Regions from separate parts of the Mus musculus genome. Here regions 1 and 3 are each linked to region 2. The links are chromatin contacts, called in public Hi-C and HiChIP or PLAC-seq maps. All regions are on one chromosome and are shown on one strand. The core of a region is the stretch at or near the end of the contact, and the rest is flanking DNA. Distances in the headings are between cores, read along the strand shown.

Region 1 (2,700 bases), core at 186-2,685, 300 kb before region 2:
CTTTGCCTACCTCCACTGTATCCTCGAAAGACTTGGGCAAGCCATTCAAGTGAAAAGAGAAAGAAAAAGAAGGCGAGTCTGGAGCTTTGCACGTTTTGCTGACCCATCCCACCTTGCTAGACTCTTGAGTTACTTTTCTCATTGCTATGACCAAATACCTGACAACTAGTTTAAGGGGTAGCAGGTTTACTCTGGATTCTAATTCAAGAAGGTAACTCCCAAATGTCAAGAAAGTGCTCGCAGCAGTAACAGGAAGCTGCTGGTCCCAAGGTATCCAAAGTCCGGAAGCAGGAAATGGGGCCCTCTATAAAGCCTTAGAGCCTACCTCAGGTGGCTCACTTCCTTAAGCAGGCTCCACCTCCTCACTAAACCAAAACCTTCTCAAGCAAGGCTACCAACTAGGAACAAAGTTTTCAAACCCATGAGCCTGTGGGGACATTTCATATTCAAAGCACCTCAGGGAGGGACAGACTCTCAAGGAAGCAGCTCTTATTCTTTACAAAGAAGGTTTCCAGAGTCTCAGGTCTTAACCAAATGGCATCATGATGTCCTGGGGTGCCTAGCCTTCTCAGAGGCCATGGGAGGGCCTAACTGAAGCCAATTTGACTGAAAGAATCTGCTTTTCCCATCTGCCACCATCTGTACCAACTCACCCAGCAGGCAAATTAAACTCTTGCTGAGACCATCAACCAAACACAACCACCAGGAAGTAAATCAAATGCAATCAAATGCAAATCAAATAAGGAAAAGAGCCGCTTTCTTCTGATTCCATTCATATGTTTATGATGATCTAGTCTAGAAAGACCTCTGTTATTTCATTTTCTAATTTTCATATTTTATGGCTCAAGACTGCTTGGCTTTCACTGGCAGTATTACAGGACACCATAACCCATGGGGGGGGGGCCTTTTTTTTTTAAATCTTCATTCAGCTCTGGCAAAACCCTGAGTTTCCTGGGAAAAGAGAAAAGATGAGGCAGGAGGAGAAAATTCAGTTCATCCATTCTCCTCTTTGTTATTCCCTGTAAGGAAATTCTCCTGAGACAGGGAGAGAATGGTGTCCCCTCCCCCTGAACTTATGGCTGGAGGGAATGGTGAAAATTTTAGATCAGGACTAATCAAGACCTAGCCAAAGAGGTCCAGAACTCTGACCTTCTTTGCTGTGGGGGTCACTGAAAGGTTGTGTCTTAGAAGGAGGTATATGTGCTGTTTGCCAAGGGGTAACTGCCACACGTGTGTGTTTCATACTTAGTGCCAGAAGTTACACGCACAGTGTCTGGAAATACAGTGGAGTACGAGCTGCATGACCTGGAGCCTGCCACAGAGTACATCCTGAGTATCTTTGCAGAGAAAGGACAGCAGAAGAGCTCTACCATCGCCACCAAGTTTACCACAGGTACCAAGACAGCCAGAGTGCAAGTTCTCCTTTCTGAGTTGCCCACCCACAGCCTGCATCTTAAACCACATCCCCTCCCCTGCTCTTCCTCCCTAAGTCAGGCCCTTGCAGTATAATGACATCAGTATGAGTAAAATTTACCAGTGCCCACTCAATCAAGACCCAAAGAAGCATACCATTTCCCCTTGAACTGAAATGACCCAACAGATGAGAAAAGGATATTTAAGGGAAGCTTTTGTAAGTGGAAAAACACTACCTACTGGCTCTAAACCCAGCATTTAATGATCCATGCTCCAGGCTGGGAAATAGTTTTTAAGAAGTTTTCAGGGTAGTTTCCTTAGATGTTCATTGGGGTTTTATGTATTGAGATCTTTTTACAAAGCTCAACATTTGGAGAAGTAAAGGACTGTCCCTTCTGTTGGGGTGAGGGCCAATATTAGCACTCCTCAGCCCTGTCGGTGAGAAATAATGGATCTGTAATGATTTTCAACCCAAATCCAACCCAAACCACCCAGGAATATGTTGGGCTTTTAGACCCTTGAGGTGATAGGACTCATATAACCTTTGACTTTGGTTCAAGTTCCTCATCGATAGTCAGGTGGGATTCTTGTCCAAGGCCATGGTTAATGTTATTGAACAAACTTGAGGCCAGTTCTCTTCTTGCTGTCTGTTCTACACCTTCTAGCTCATTTGATACATATTCTCTTCTCCAGACCTCGATTCCCCAAGAGAATTTACAGCTACAGAGGTTCAGTCAGAAACTGCCCTCCTTACCTGGAGACCTCCCCGAGCATCGGTCACTGGATACCTCCTGGTCTATGAATCTGTGGATGGTACAGTCAAGGTATCTATAAATCACACATTGCTGGGTAAAACATTTGATGTGCATAATCATCAAAGTAGCAAAGGATTCGCTGATACTGTTTCTTCACTCCAATACAACTAAACACCTAAAACAAACAAAAAACTAGTAGAGACTGGATATAGAACCAGACCTTGTGAGTCACAAACCACATGCTCACTAATCTTTCTTCCTTTAACCAGGCTCAAGCTATCTGAGCAACAGCCAAGATCAACGGCAGTGCTTTATAAGACTTAACATTTTAAGAGTTGGGCTCATGGCCATCTAATGTTTCATTGAGAAAGTACCAACAGCCTTTTCTGCATCTTTGCCACGTAGTGTCACCACCTGACTGACTGTGATCTATCTCAACACATCCTTGCAATGTCACTTGTTAAGACCAGCTACTTCTATTGCTAATATTACCTGTGTTCTCCCCTCCATGAACTTTACTGTATTTCTAAGC
Region 2 (2,700 bases), core at 176-2,675:
TAATATGGAGCCGTTGGCTTCAGAGTGAGAGCCACACAGTGCAGCAGTAGATACTGCTGACTTGAGCATCAACGTTGCTTGGAGAATAATATGCTTGAAAAAGCGGCCCAGTAGTGACAGGTGAGTACCATGTGATGTTATAACAGGAGTAAGCCTCAGGAGACTGTTCAGTAGTAATTTGATTGCAAGTGTGAAGACCTGAGTTCATTTTCCAAAATCCATATGAAAAAGCCAGGTGTGTTGGGGTGTGTTCATAATCCCAACAATGGAGAGGGAGAGACATGTGAATCCCAGGGAATCACCAGCCTGCAAGACTGGCCTATTTGAGAAATTCCAAGACAGTGAAAATATCACAACTCAAAGAAGAAGAAGAAGAAGAAGAAGAAGAAGAGGAAGAGGAAGAGGAAGAGGAAGAGGAAGAGGAAGAGGAAGAGGAAGAGGAAGAGGAAGAGGAAGAGGAAGAAGAAGAAGAAGAAGAAGAAGAAGAAGAAGAAGAAGAAGAAGAAGAAGAAGAAGAAGAAGAAGAAGAAGAAGAAGAAGAAGAAGAAAATGGACTCTAATTGAAGAAAAGCAACCCAAGATTGTCCTTTGCCCTCTGCACACACAGGTACTCATGAACAGGCACCCACACAGAAGTGTATGCATGCACACACATACACTTGATGTATAAGTCATAAAACCAGAGCCTCCATTTGGCCATCTGAGCAGATCACTCTGGGTCTTTCCAGTTCTTGACTATGCTGGTGCCAGGGTCTTGGACATCTATCCTTCAAGCATGGATGTGTCAAAAATAAATGACAGTAAATGTTTAAACCCTCATGCAAGAACATCACCTTCTCCTACTTGCTCTTTGCTTAATCACAATGCCTCTTCTCTCAGACCCTCTGCCTCCTTCCTCCCTGGCATCCTGAGTGGCATTGGAAGTAAAACCCAAAGCAGCACAGAAGTCCCAAGCACTGGCATCCTCTGAGGGTTTGTCTCGTATCTCCTCTCTTTCTCTTTCTGCTTTCTCCTCTCTTTCCTGCCCCCCACCCCTGATCCTTAAATCCTTACAATTCTCACCTCACGTCTGCTTACTGAGTTTCTCCTGACCTCTACCTGGCATCTCCAGCCCTTCCTTAATCTTCTCCAATCAGAAGCGGGTGTCTTCTTCTCTCCCAGACTAGAATATCTTATTCCTCACAACTTCCCCATTCACATCCTGGACACTCCACTGCCCAGTATTGGGATCATCTTGAAACACTTTTTCAGGTCCTCTCAGCTCTCCCCTGCCTTTCTTCTGGACCAGAGAAGACTTCATGCAAGTAACAGCTTGAAGCCACAGTCAGCAAACAGTTGAATAGTCAGAAAGCATGGCTCGGCTCCTCTAGCCACAAGATTTGAATACTTGGCAAGAGTAGCCAGTGTGACTCACGAAACCACAAAAGCCCCATCGCTTTACTTTTCTTGGAACTGGTGTGTGGGTGTGAACACTCAGCAAGACCTCTATAGCTCAGCAGTGCATCCTGAGGGGAGGGAACCAACTGACCTGCATGGTGCAGCTGTTGAAAAGCACTTTCCCATACCTGATACAGCATCCTGGGATGGGGATTGCCGCTGACCACCTTGCCACTGGCCTCTCAACTCAAAAGTGTGTCTTCCTGTAACACTAGCATGCTACCGATTACTTCTTTAAAGGCCTTGTCTCCCATCAGAGCCACATTTGGGAGGCTAGAGCTTCAATACAAGAATGAGGAGAGATTCAGTCCATAGAAAGAGGGTAGGGGTGGGATGGAGGAGTAGAGACGATGAAAAGAATATAGGAGAAATGAAAACTGGTGTTGCATGTAGTCTTGCAAAAAAAAAAAAAAAAAAAAAAAAAAAGACTAGCTGGAGTCTCCACCTGGAGGCAAGATTCCTGCTTTCCTGCTTTCTCCTTGCCTCCCCCTTCTCTGAAAGTAGATACAGATCTAGCCCCTCTAGGTCTCAGTCTCCCTGTCTGTAAGATCTATAGGATAATATCAGGCTCCCTAAGAGGTCAATATCCCTGAAACTCAAGACCAAGACAAGAATGTTTCAAAAGACCTTCATGGGTAGAAGAAAGCAGGACAAATAACAGTGGTGATAGAGGCTTTAACCCCTCTCTGAAGGACACCCTAGTGACTCACCAAGCTCATGAGTGAGGGAAGACATCTCCTGTAGACATCAGGAACATCATGTCCATTTGTCTCTACTTCATTCCCAAACAAGAACTTGGGAAGTGTTGAGCTAGAGACACAATCCTGAGGCTGGCTCGTTTCTTTGTATGTTTGATCAAAAGTAGGCTGTTTCCACAGTGTGGCCCACTGAAGCTCACCCACAACTCAACCACACCACAGCCACAGAAGAGCACCTACCATCAAGAGACCTAGGGTGGAAGGGCAGGAGATGCCAAGAGAAGGTGGCTTCATTGAATCTAAAGGAAGAGGGAGGCTCTGAGAAGCGTTAAGAGAAATTTCTGCCTGGCTGAACTAGGGGTGGTGGAGGACTTGGCCAAGGAACAAGTGGAGCAGCATTTCTAGCAAAATCCTAGAGGAGAGATAAATGCTAATACACTTGAACTGTTTCAGGGTTGGGGAGAAAAACATGGAAAACTGATGGTTATCAGAACCGGAACTCTGTGGTAAAGGGTGGGCTATTTCTGGAAGGTAGTAAGAAGCTACTGAAGACTCTCTTTGAACA
Region 3 (2,700 bases), core at 21-2,520, 270 kb before region 2:
TCATGAGTGAATGGACCATCCGTCTCTTTCAAATCCTGGTTCTACAATGGAACTAGCCATCTACATTTGGTCATGCTCCCTAATGATTTAGGGTTTTCAAACGTTTTCTTTTATAAAACACAAATGATAACTGTCTCATATAACTACAATAAATGCACCGCTGTACCTACAATACAGAGCTGCACCGTAGTAAATGACAAACAGTATCTTGGCTATACTCCCCGCAGCCATCCTTCACACAGACTAAATGATCAATACCCATTTGACTGGCTGGTCAATAGGTGGAGCTAATGTGAGTGCTTTCGGTTAATTTAAGTGGAAGCCTGAACAGGCCAGGTCAAGTGCCTCGTGCCTTTTAGCTGCTTTACAGAAGAGCATGAAGCAGGCAAAGAAAAATGAATGTTAACTCTAAACATACCTAGTTGAGTGTGAGAAGCAGACAAAATTATATCTCACTTCCATTATGACTTCTAATTTGGTACTCTAGTCTCATGAAGCAAAGGCCCAGGTCCTCCAGAGAATCACATAAGATGTCTACCTCTGGTGGCTGGTCATGACAAAGCTGATTATGGAAAACTATACTCAAAGTCGTATATCCTTTAGGGAGTCACAAGAGATATCCCTACAGCATCCGGTGCCCTCACAAATATACCTGCAGACAAATATGTGTGCAGTGCTGCTCAGGATGTCAACTGTCTATCAGTTGGCAGCTCCCAGGTTAATTTGCTACAAGGACAGAGTTATTGCCTTTCAGTCATCATGGCTCAGGTCTATGCTGTGGTCTATTTGTTCTAGTTCCTTCCACCAGTCTCTCTTCTCCTTTTCACGCCAATGATGTAATTTGCTCTCTGTTTTACCCATACACCACTAAAAATTCTTCCACAAAGAATAATATTTAAGATGTGAAATTGTACAGATTCCCATTTTGTAAAAGCTCCTTGGTGTTTCTTCTTTAGGTCCTCCATTTTGACACGAAAGATGGAGCTAAAAATAAAACAAGCCCTGATTGACAGCAGTTCCTGTTACAGCTGCTGTCCATATCAAAGTTCATTTAACCTTCACCACCACCCTATAGTCTCCATTCTACAGAGCTGGAAACTGAGGCAGGTTTGGCCAGTGTCACTGAGGCGGTGGTCTGCTTTATGCAATCGGAATTAAGTGAAACACGCTGACTTGAAACCTTACTACCCAAGTGGTGGCAATGGTTGTGAACATGATTAACAGCCTCAGCCTGCACATCTGAGCTGACAAGAGGGCCACACCCCTTTCCTGTGACCACTAACATCAACTCTACCAGGAGGGAGTACAGACTCTAAATGCAGAAGTGATAGAAACCAGGGGGTTACTTGTTGTTATAAGTCTATTTGGAGGAGAAAAAAATCCTTAAGGCAAAAAGACATATGCCTTGATGATTTCTCTGCCTGCAGGGTGGATGCAGCACTCTGTAGCCTCCCCTGTGGAGGGGAGATAGTTCCCTGCAGCACAGAGAATTGAGACAAGATCATGAGGTCACTATCAAGTGGAACCTATATCCTCAGCTCCGGGAATGTGAGACACTGTGTTCAGAGAAGCTGTACAGGCATGCTTGTCTACCTGCAGCCTAGAGAGTCCATGCTGGTAGAAGATGTCTTCACATGCCTCTTCATTCCAGGCCCTCCAGGACACCCGGGGCAATTTTAGGCTACACACATGAGTCTACAGAGGCTATAGAGATGAGACCCAAAAATCCCTGTGTTCGTTCCTGAAGTCCCACTATGTTTAGGTTTGGAGAACAGACTGTAACCACACAGAAATCTGCACTAAGGCTGTAAGGAAGTCATCACTTTCTCCAGCCTCCAATGACATCATGCACCTGGCTACACTGAAGAAGAGGAACCAGATACAAAATTCTCCATGCCAGCCCACCTCCACCTGTGCATATAAGTCTGGGTCTGTCCTGTCTCTGAGTGACAACCTATTGCTGCCTCCCTCTGAACCTCTGATAGTTGGTCTCTGTGCCTTTTGTGTTCAACTCTGTAGAATTCCCTGCCCTCACCTCTTGATGTCCTCCACCCCACACGTAATAATCATCTGAGCCATCGCATGCTTTATTACCTGCTTCTTACCCTGGAATCTGACCTCTCTATATAATTGCCCAAGTCAAGTCTGGCATCAGTCTTGCTTGAACCTCTGCCATGACCTGGACATGCTGTGAGCTGGTAGGTTTTAACCCAGATACTAGAAAAGGGTCATGAAGAAAAACTGGCATTGGATAGAGGAACCACAGTAGCCTCCTTCAGACAGAATGTCAAGAGGGCTATCTCTAAAACTGGGACATTTGAATCTAAACATGCATGATGGGAGACACAGTTCTTGCAAGAGGCCTGGAGTGGGGAACAGCTTGGTAACAAGGTAGCATCTACGGACACATTTTCATATTTAATCTGCAATACATATGCACATGCTCTCCCTCCAAGCCAGTGGGTCTCCACGTCTCTGCCTCAGGACTTTCTCAAGAGCTTGGGAGTCCAGTTTGTCTAAGCCAAAGTCATTTTCAAAGTGTAAAATAATGGGGGACTCTATTCCAGTTCAGGGGAGGAAGAGTGGAGGAGTGTCAAAGGTTTCTGTCCTATAGCAAGGCAATTGGGAGGCATTGTCAACCTGCCCTTGGGGGGGACAGAGTCAAGGCTACTCAGAACAGGAAACAATTGATTGTGCAAC

The links. Hi-C and Micro-C count contacts between places; a contact is called where the count stands out from the background. HiChIP or PLAC-seq counts read pairs in DNA pulled down with a chosen protein or histone mark.
Region 1: a contact with region 2 is called in a BATF HiChIP or PLAC-seq map of CD8 T cells, with 6 read pairs. The contact joins two enhancer-like sites. A contact is called at or near these places in 1 of 15 datasets of contacts at CTCF or cohesin (the NIH/3T3 cell line) and 1 of 115 datasets of contacts at active chromatin or transcription factors (CD8 T cells).
Region 3: a Hi-C map of bone marrow-derived macrophages shows a contact between it and region 2, with 24 read pairs. The contact joins two enhancer-like sites. A contact is called at or near these places in 2 of 15 datasets of contacts at CTCF or cohesin (CD8 T cells and large pre-B cells), 9 of 484 Hi-C or Micro-C datasets (the CH12 cell line, ECoMG myeloid progenitors, the HPC-5 cell line and 6 more), 5 of 115 datasets of contacts at active chromatin or transcription factors (CD8 T cells, Th17 cells, regulatory T cells and 2 more) and 2 of 9 other capture datasets (adipose tissue and liver).

Annotation. Positions count from the first base shown.
Region 1 is chr4:63,969,851-63,972,550 of GRCm38.p6, reverse strand. It overlaps Tnc (tenascin C), which reads left to right. Exons shown (of 27, transcript NM_001369211.1): 20 at 1,250-1,393; 21 at 2,107-2,237. Among named protein-coding and RNA genes, the nearest start is that of 8030451A03Rik, 14 kb to the left of the region's middle. Within about 2 kb of position 1,435, at least 17 of the 459 cell types and tissues checked have an H3K27ac peak or open chromatin away from gene starts, as enhancers often do. A contact at or near this core is called in CD8 T cells, where this site is marked.
Region 2 is chr4:63,667,211-63,669,910 of GRCm38.p6, reverse strand. No RefSeq gene overlaps it. Among named protein-coding and RNA genes, the nearest start is that of Gm42294, 28 kb to the left of the region's middle. Within about 2 kb of position 1,425, at least 93 of the 459 cell types and tissues checked have an H3K27ac peak or open chromatin away from gene starts, as enhancers often do. A contact at or near this core is called in CD8 T cells and bone marrow-derived macrophages, where this site is marked.
Region 3 is chr4:63,941,636-63,944,335 of GRCm38.p6, reverse strand. No RefSeq gene overlaps it. Among named protein-coding and RNA genes, the nearest start is that of 8030451A03Rik, 42 kb to the left of the region's middle. Within about 2 kb of position 1,270, at least 28 of the 459 cell types and tissues checked have an H3K27ac peak or open chromatin away from gene starts, as enhancers often do. A contact at or near this core is called in CD8 T cells and bone marrow-derived macrophages, where this site is marked.